Regions from separate parts of the Pan troglodytes genome. Here region 2 is linked to region 1. Evidence: chromatin contacts called from public HiChIP or PLAC-seq data. All regions are on one chromosome and are shown on one strand. The core of a region is the stretch at or near the end of the contact, and the rest is flanking DNA. Distances in the headings are between cores, read along the strand shown. Region 1 holds the start of PLCH1 (phospholipase C eta 1). Region 2 holds the start of SLC33A1 (solute carrier family 33 member 1).

Region 1 (3,980 bases), core at 1,145-3,644:
ATTACCCACTGTCTAATCCCTTTGTTATTATTCCATACTCTGATTGTCACAAGCAGGAAAAATAGTTCTGTCCTGCTTCTAAAAACTTAGCAATGTAACACATTTTCTTGTTTTTAGTAATTTTCTCCAATTAATTAATTAATTAATTGTTTTAGTGATTTTTCTCAGATAAATAATGTTAAAACGACTTGGAGAGAAAAGCTACATTAAAAGATTATGGATGTATAAATGTCCTAAACATTTAAGAACATGCATAATTATGACTCATACCAACTTCAGAATTATTACCTTTGGGAAGGGGTGTGGGTAACGAGTCAGGAGGTGGGGTTTAGCTATATCTGTAATGCTTTATTTAAAAAAGAAGGGCTGGGGGGAGCAGGAGTATTACATGGTATATATCCTGTTTTTGGTAGGTTTGAAATATCACACAATTTAAAAATTTAAAAGTTTACAAAATTATGGGAGTTGATTAAAACTATCAAAATAAAGAATGCATAGCAAACAAGTGCTCTTATTATGAACTTTGTGTCTGAGTTTATTTCAACATGTGCATCTGCATTTTTTCAGACTCGAGAAAGACAAACACCGGAGGTTAGGGGGTGAACTGCTGCTGTTGAGGGATTATCTCGGTGGTTTTTTTTTTTTTTTTTTTTTTGGCTTTTCTAGTCACCATGGAGGTTACCAGCAAAACAAATCTCCAACAAGCTTGTTTACAAAATATAAAGCAGTTTGGAGGCAGAGGGTTAATGACTTAATTTCTTATAAATTGAGGCTTGTGTATGGGCATGCAAAAAAACAAAAACAAAAACAAGTAAATTTGGGGAGGTTTCTTTCTATAGAGGCAAAAGACCTTACCTACATTTTTTCCAAATTGATTTCTTCCTGGTACTATTGGCAGGAAGAAATTCAAGTGGGTATTCTGGTGGCTTTTTTCTTTTTTCTGAGAGTCTAGGATTGTTTTCAGGACAAAGTTTCTTCTTGCCCATAGTGCTTTGCTGTGACATTGTAATTGCCTCTGTTGAATTGAATAATACAAATGGGTTGTTTCTATGGTATCGGCTAAGTGGGATGAAAAGGTGAAACCCTAGATCTTGCGCTGAGAGGTCACAGTGCTACCACCCTCCACACTGTCTGTCAAAGAGGACAGGCAGCCAAGGCCCCGAGCTCCAATCTCAGGCACTCATTTGTAACTTACTCGTTTGTAACTTCTTGGGCAAATTCACGCATGAAAAAAGAAAATGACTTTAGTTTATGTTGTCACTAAGCCCAGAAAATCCCTGCCAACCCCATGCTGCCAGCTTTCCTAGGACATTCTTATTGGAGGATTATTTTAAACTGAAAGGTGAGTGAAGAGCTGCGTCCCCACTCCTTCCCAGCCAGGCTTTGAACTAACAATAGGGCAGGTTGAATGAAGGCTGATAAATGTAAATCCTGGAATCCAGAAGCCGGATCACACCGCGGCCGTGTAGGCCAGCGGCGGTTCCAGCATCCGCCCCAAGCTGGTCACTCATCCTTTCAGTGCATTCAGTAGATTTCATCGTTTCATCAACACTTGAGTGCCTGCTTCGTGCAAGCTTTCCTCTGCCACCGCCGCCTTCTTACTCCCGGCAGGTTGCCCGCTTGAGTCAACCAGCCACTAAACGGATCTAAGTGAATAAGTGGCCTGTTAATGCCAAGGAGTAGCATTTCCAAATGAAGAGACTGGGGGTAAATAAAAGCAAAGTGTTACCATTTACACGCTCTCAATTTTAGTTGCACTTCACTCAGAGTAGATCTCTTTAATTTGCGGCATCGACAGATGCTATATTCTTAGAAATTTTTTTTTTTTTAAAGGAGGTAAGACGGGCGTTTGAGAACACTTTTTACTTTGGTGCAAGTTGCACGCAGTTCCCATTCACTCAGAGTAGATCTCTTTAATTTGCGGCATCGACAGATGCTATATTCTTAGAAAAAAAAAATTTTTTTTTAAAGGAGGTAAGACGGACGTTTGAGAACACTTTTTACTTTGGTGCAAGTTGCACGCAGTTCCCATTCCCTGCGCCCTTCACCTCCAACTTTGTTTCTCCAACTCCTTTACCCCCCCACCACCGAGGCCCTCTGGCTACAGCCCCGAGGGGTTACCCTGGGTTTGGAAACTTTTGAAACTTGCGGGGGAGTAAAAGGACTTCATTCCCAGTGCTTCTGGCCCTTGCCAAGCGGGGAGCCCCGCAGGAGAGTGTAAGCCAAGGGTTCCAGGTGCAGCCTTGGGGTTCCACGTGCAGCCCTAGGGTTCCGTACACCCATCCCGCCCGGGCCAGAGGAGGCAGCGGGCGCTCCAGTCCGCTCTCCCCAACTCCAGTTCCTGATTTCCTCGGAAGCTGCGGGGCCGAGAGGGAGGGGGGCTCCTGTGTGAGCGTGAGGATTTGAATGAGAAAGCAGGTTGTGGCGGCGGCGCCCTGCTCTTCCCCGCTCGTCTGGGGCTTCTGCTGGCTAGTGGGGAGAAGTGCTCTTCTAGGGGGGCTTTTCTGGCCCTTGGCAGGGGTTTGGAGTTGGAGTCACAGGGGCCAATAACTCATCACCCCAGCACTTCGGAGGTGGCTCCTTGTGCCACGGACTCCGAGGAGTCCTTCAGCTACTGAACACTCAAAGCTGAGGAGGTCAGTGCTTTCGGGGGAAGAAGGGGCCCAGGAGAGAAGGGGGTGTGCAGGAAAAAGAGAACTGGTACGCCAGTCCGATGAGCGAGTGAGCAGGTGGCCCGAGTTCCTTTCTCGGCAGCCACAGCCGGGACACGCCTGTTTAGGACTGTGAGTGCTGTGCGTGGGGATCCCCTAAGGCCCCGTGCGGGGAACTGGCCACGGCCGCTCTTCAGGGTCCCATAATTCAGAAGGATGAGGGTCGGTGTGTGTGTCCGCGAAATAATGTAACTCTCGGGTCCCTTGCGGTGGTGGTGGGTGGCGTTTCGCCCGGTGGAAGGTCCAGCCTCGCTACAGGATGCTTCACCCTCACGCGGGGTCCCGGGACGCTCTCTCTGACCGCCAGACGCCGCCAGGAGAGCAGGTCCGCGTTTCCCAGCAAGGGGAGTGCAGCGTCCGTTACACTTGGGGAGTCTCACAGCTTTTCCTGCGCCCGGTGACCCTGCTCAGGACCTCTTAGAGACTAGGTGTGCTCAGCGCGAGGAGGATATACTCCATTGCCCTTTCCTGGGAAGAACCAAGAGCGCCCGAGCGGCGCGGGGTGGTGGAGGCAAACGCCGGCCCCGCGGCGGCACGCTCTGCGCCTGCGCGGCGTTTCCTTGGCGACTGAGCTGCGGGTCCGAGACGCCACCCCGCGAGCCCCTAAACCCAGTTCCCTGTTGAGCGTCTGCGACGCCCTCTCCCCTCCTTCCCGAGGCTTTTTCTATTTGTTTCCTTCTGCGAATCAATTTGTGATCACATTTTGACGTTGAGAGTTCAGCATTAAAGCAATAACCAACTAAATTAAAAAAAAAAACACCCAACTTTTCCCTTCCCTTGTTACCGTTTTGATCACGGACAGAAGAAAATGGTGAGAGATTAGTTATTAGGGCAGCAATTGAAATCCCCCTCTGTCCCGAAAAGGGGAGACGAATAAAACATTTACTTCCTGGTAAGGAGTTAGAAAATTCAGTGAAGTGATTGTTCTCGAGCGTTACAAGAACAAATCTGTGCCTCCTAACCTAGGTGAAGAGCAGAGCTTGTACAACCCAGCAGCACCCATGTCCTGTTTATTGGCATGTTTATGACAAGGAGATGCTCTGCAAAAGGGACCAGAGTATAATGCCAGTGAAAAGAAACAAAGGATTTCCCAGAAGAGGCGGTAGTTTTTTTCAGTTGCCTCAGCGTTTTGGTCACCTTTGGGGTTAAAGTCTTCTGCAGAGAATGCTTCAAGAAGCCTTAACAGAAGCCAGTTTTCTCAAGCTGTCTGTTGAGAGTCATTTTCTTTTTCTTTTTTTCTTTTTTGAGACGGAGTCTGGCTCTGTCGCC
Region 2 (4,307 bases), core at 80-2,579, 110 kb before region 1:
ACACTCTGAAATAGATGTTATGAACTCTATTTTATTTTCATCAAAATGGAGGCTTAGGTTAAGTAATCTGTCCAAGGCACAACTACTGTTAGAGCCAGGGTTTGAATCCAGCACAATATAAATCCCACTCATAGTTGTTTTGGTTGAATCTTGATTGGACTTAAATGACACCGTTCTTTTCTTTAACACCCAGACTGGAGTGCAATGGCATGATCTCGGCTCACTGCAACCTCCGCCTCCCGGGTTCAAACGATTCTCCAGCCCCAGCCTCCCGAGTATCTGGGACTACAGGCATGAGCCACCACACCCAGCTGATTTTTGTATTTTTAGTAGAGACAGGGTTTCACCATATTGGCCAGGCTTGTCTTGAACCCCTGACCTCAAGTGATCTGCCCGCCTCAGCCTCTCAAAGTGTTGGGATTACAGGTGTGAGCCACCGCGCCCGGCCAACACTGTTCTTTTCTGCAATCTATTCTTCTACTTAACAAAGATTAGAGGACTTTACAGTTGCCTTTTTTTTTTTTTTTTCAGACGGAGTCTCACTCTGTCGCCAGGTTGGATTGCAGTGGCACGATCCCGGTTCACTGCAACCTCCGCCTCCCAGGTTCAAGCGAGTCTCCTGTCTCAGCCTCCCAAGTAGCTGGGGCTACAGGCGCGCGCCACCAGGCCGAGCTAATTTTTTGTATTTTTAGTAGAGACGGGGTTTCACCGTGTTGGCCAGGATGGTCTCAATCTCTTGACCTCGTGATCCACCCGCCTCGGCCTCCCAAAGTGCTGGGATATAGGCGTGAGCCACTGTGCCTAGCCTGCCATTACGTTTGTAATCCCAGCACTTTGGGAGGCCGAGGCAGGCGGATCACGAGGTCAGGAGTTCGAGACCAGCCTGGCCAACATAGTGAAACCTCGCCTCTACTAAAAATACAAAAATTAGCCGGGCGTGGTGGCGCGTGCCTGTAGTCCCAGCTACTCGGGAGGCTGAGGCAGGAGAATCACTTGAACCCGGGAGGTGGAGGCTGCAGCGAGCCGAGATCGCCCTACTGAACACCAGCCCAGGCGACAGTGTGAGATTCCTCTCAAAAGAAAAAATAATAATAATCTTTCTGCCAGAGGTGAGAGAGCAGAAAAAAAATTAATCAGATTCTCAAATTCCTGTACGTCTCTTAGTAGAGAAGGGTTTCTCCTTGTTGGTCAGGCTGATCTTGAACTCCCAATCTCAGGTGATCCGCCCGCCTCGGCCTTCCAAAGTGCTGGGATTACAGGCGTGAGCCACCGCGCCCGGCCACAAGACGTTTTATTGCAACATAAAAACAGGATGTAACGAGTCATCCAATCACCAATGTAATTAGAGTTGGTTACCAAGTTTCCCCACGCGTCTTCCACCATGAGGGAGAAACGGACTGCAGACAAACCTAGCACCCCTTGAGCAGTTTAATTCGTACTATAAATATGTAGGCACCGTAAGGACGCGATTCTCCAGTTTGCCAGGCCTTTTTCTACCCTTTTGGGGGCACAAGGCGACCTTGCCTCCTGATTCAAAAACTTCGTAAACGTCAATCCTTCTACCCTTTTCTGGTCAGCCCACGAAAGCAGCAGCATGGCACAACTCCCAGCCTAGAGTTCGGGCACTGCCTGTCATCAGCATAACGAAGAAACCTACACCCACGAAGACTTCAGACCCCACGTGATTACATCACTCAACCACCAGCGCTGGCCTGGAGGAACCCGCTGTCACGTGACCGCTCGTGCCCAATGACCGAGGCCCACGCTTTCCAGACCGCCACAGTCGCTGTCACAGGGCCTGAGTTTGGGCGGCGCCCCGCCCCGGCCGCACGGTGCGCCGGCGTTAATTCTCCCCGAAGGTTCCGGCAGCCAAGATTGCAGGTTCCCACCAAGCATTGTTTCCGAACTGGGCCACGAGAGCGTGTCCCTGATTGGCTTGCTCTGGAGGCTGGGAAGGGACCTGTTAGAGACTGGGACCACTTCCTGAAGCGCGAGGCAGGAAGTTATATGCTTTTTCTGGAGTCCTGTAGAGAAAGTGCTCTCTGCCGCATTGATAGCAGCGAGAGCTGGAGGTGTTGGGTCGGGAGACCAGCCGTTCGATCCCGCCGCAGGTAGGAGCTGGTTTCCATCCTGGCACCACGGCACACACCTCCAGCCTCGAGCCCGGCGCTGCTGCCCGGGGGTCTCCTTCAGGCTCTTTGACGCCGTTCCAGGGGGCACCTATCCAGGCATCCTCTGGGCCTCTAGCCAGAGGACTGGCTCCCGGCTTCAGCACTCCGGGCTGCAGTAAGAAGTGCCCTTATCGCTCTGAGCCCTGCCACCATCCCGTGAACCACCGAAACCCTGGTCCAGCGCGACAGCCTTGGACCTGGGACTGGACGGATCCAAAACGCTCAGCCTCGGCCCCCCACAGACGGGGCTCTGCATCGTCTCTGATATGTCACCCACCATCTCCCACAAGGACAGCAGCCGGCAACGGCGGCCAGGGAATTTCAGTCACTCTCTGGATATGAAGAGCGGTCCCCTGCCGCCAGGCGGTTGGGATGACAGTCATTTGGACTCAGCGGGCCGGGAAGGGGACAGAGAAGCTCTTCTGGGGGATACCGGCACTGGCGACTTCTTAAAAGCCCCACAGAGCTTCCGGGCCGAACTAAGCAGCATTTTGCTGCTACTCTTTCTTTACGTGCTTCAGGGTATTCCCCTGGGCTTGGCGGGAAGCATCCCACTCATTTTGCAAAGCAAAAATGTTAGCTATACAGACCAAGCTTTCTTCAGTTTTGTCTTTTGGCCCTTCAGTCTCAAATTACTCTGGGCCCCGTTGGTTGATGCGGTCTACGTTAAGAACTTCGGTCGTCGCAAATCTTGGCTTGTCCCGACACAGTATATACTAGGACTCTTCATGATCTATTTATCCACTCAGGTGGACCGTTTGCTTGGGAATACCGATGGCAGAACACCCGACGTGATTGCTCTCACTGTGGCGTTCTTTTTGTTTGAATTCTTGGCCGCCACTCAGGACATTGCCGTCGATGGTTGGGCGTTAACTATGTTATCCAGGGAAAATGTGGGTTATGCTTCTACTTGCAATTCGGTGGGCCAAACAGCGGGTTACTTTTTGGGCAATGTTTTGTTTTTGGCCCTTGAATCTGCCGACTTTTGTAACAAATATTTGCGGTTTCAGCCTCAACCCAGAGGAATCGTTACTCTTTCAGGTAGTGTATTTAAGCTATTATGGTGTTAGGTTTATTTATCCTTTTGAAAGAGTGTGTGACGTTGGAGGGAAGCTCATTAATTTGCTGGAAATCATTGTATGGGAGATAACTCAAGGTAAGTTTTCTGTTTCGTCCAAATGAGCTTCTTTGAAATATTAAAGCCAAAATGAATGATATTAGAGCAATCAAATGATCACTATGCGGTTAACAGGGAGAGGCAACCCATCAAATAACACAACCGAGTCCAGGGATTCATGCCACTTGCTTAATACACAAATGCACACTTTTAAAAAGTGTGGCTCATATGATTCACATTTTTCCTTTTGTCTTGTTGGTTTTAGGTTTCTAGCTCTATACTTTCTAATCCATTTCTACCCCTACCGTTGTACCCAGAATCCAGCCTTCTAGTGAATGGAACAGGGTTTATTCGTTCAAACATTATTGAACCAGCTAAGGGACGGGATTCTAAGGCCTCTAATGAATAAGGCAGAGTTCTGCACTCAAGAAATAAGGAAGATGAACATTTTAGGAGAGTTCAGAGTTGCCAGTTAGTAACTGCCTTTGGCAGTCAGGCTTCACATTGCAGATAACATTTGACTTTGTTCTTGAATAAGATTCCACGAGGCCAGGAAATGGCACACCAGAATGCACAACACAAAGTAAAAGTGCACTGAGGCAGGAAAGTACAAAAAAGTACAGGACATTGCCTAAATTGTGGAACTGGGTTTGGGAAATCGTGCTGAGAAAGGCTGTGACTAAATTAGTCAGATTTTCTTTAATTACTATGGGAAAAGAGTTTAAAGTTTGTCCTGTAAGTAATGGAGGGTAAGTTCTAAAAAATTTCCCCGTTTCTCTGCATGAGTAAAACACATGTAAGTTTTTCTCTTTTTTCTTTTTTCTTCCTTTTTTAAATTGAGATAGTTGGGGGTGGGGGGGGGCTGTCTCACTATGTTGGCCAGGCTGGTCTTGAACTCCTGGCCTCAGGTGATTCTCCCCCTCCTTGGCCTCCCAAAGTACTGGGAATTACAAGTGTGAACCACCCCACCTGGCCTAAGCTTTTTTGTTTGTTTGTTTGTTTTTAACTTTTGTAACAAC

Evidence for each region. HiChIP or PLAC-seq counts read pairs in DNA pulled down with a chosen protein or histone mark.
Region 2: a contact with region 1 is called in an H3K4me3 HiChIP or PLAC-seq map of stem cell-derived excitatory neurons, with 6 times the contacts expected there. The contact joins the promoter of SLC33A1 here to the promoter of PLCH1 in region 1. A contact is called at or near these places in 1 of 7 Hi-C or Micro-C datasets (stem cell-derived neural progenitor cells) and 1 of 1 datasets of contacts at active chromatin or transcription factors (stem cell-derived excitatory neurons).

Annotation. Positions count from the first base shown.
Region 1 is chr2:158,952,951-158,956,930 of NHGRI_mPanTro3-v2.0_pri, reverse strand. It overlaps PLCH1 (phospholipase C eta 1), which reads left to right and starts at 2,394. Exons shown (of 25, transcript XM_063807279.1): 1 at 2,394-2,636.
Region 2 is chr2:159,062,035-159,066,341 of NHGRI_mPanTro3-v2.0_pri, reverse strand. It overlaps SLC33A1 (solute carrier family 33 member 1), which reads left to right and starts at 1,329. Exons shown (of 7, transcript XM_009446726.5): 1 at 1,329-3,212. The coding sequence starts at 2,438.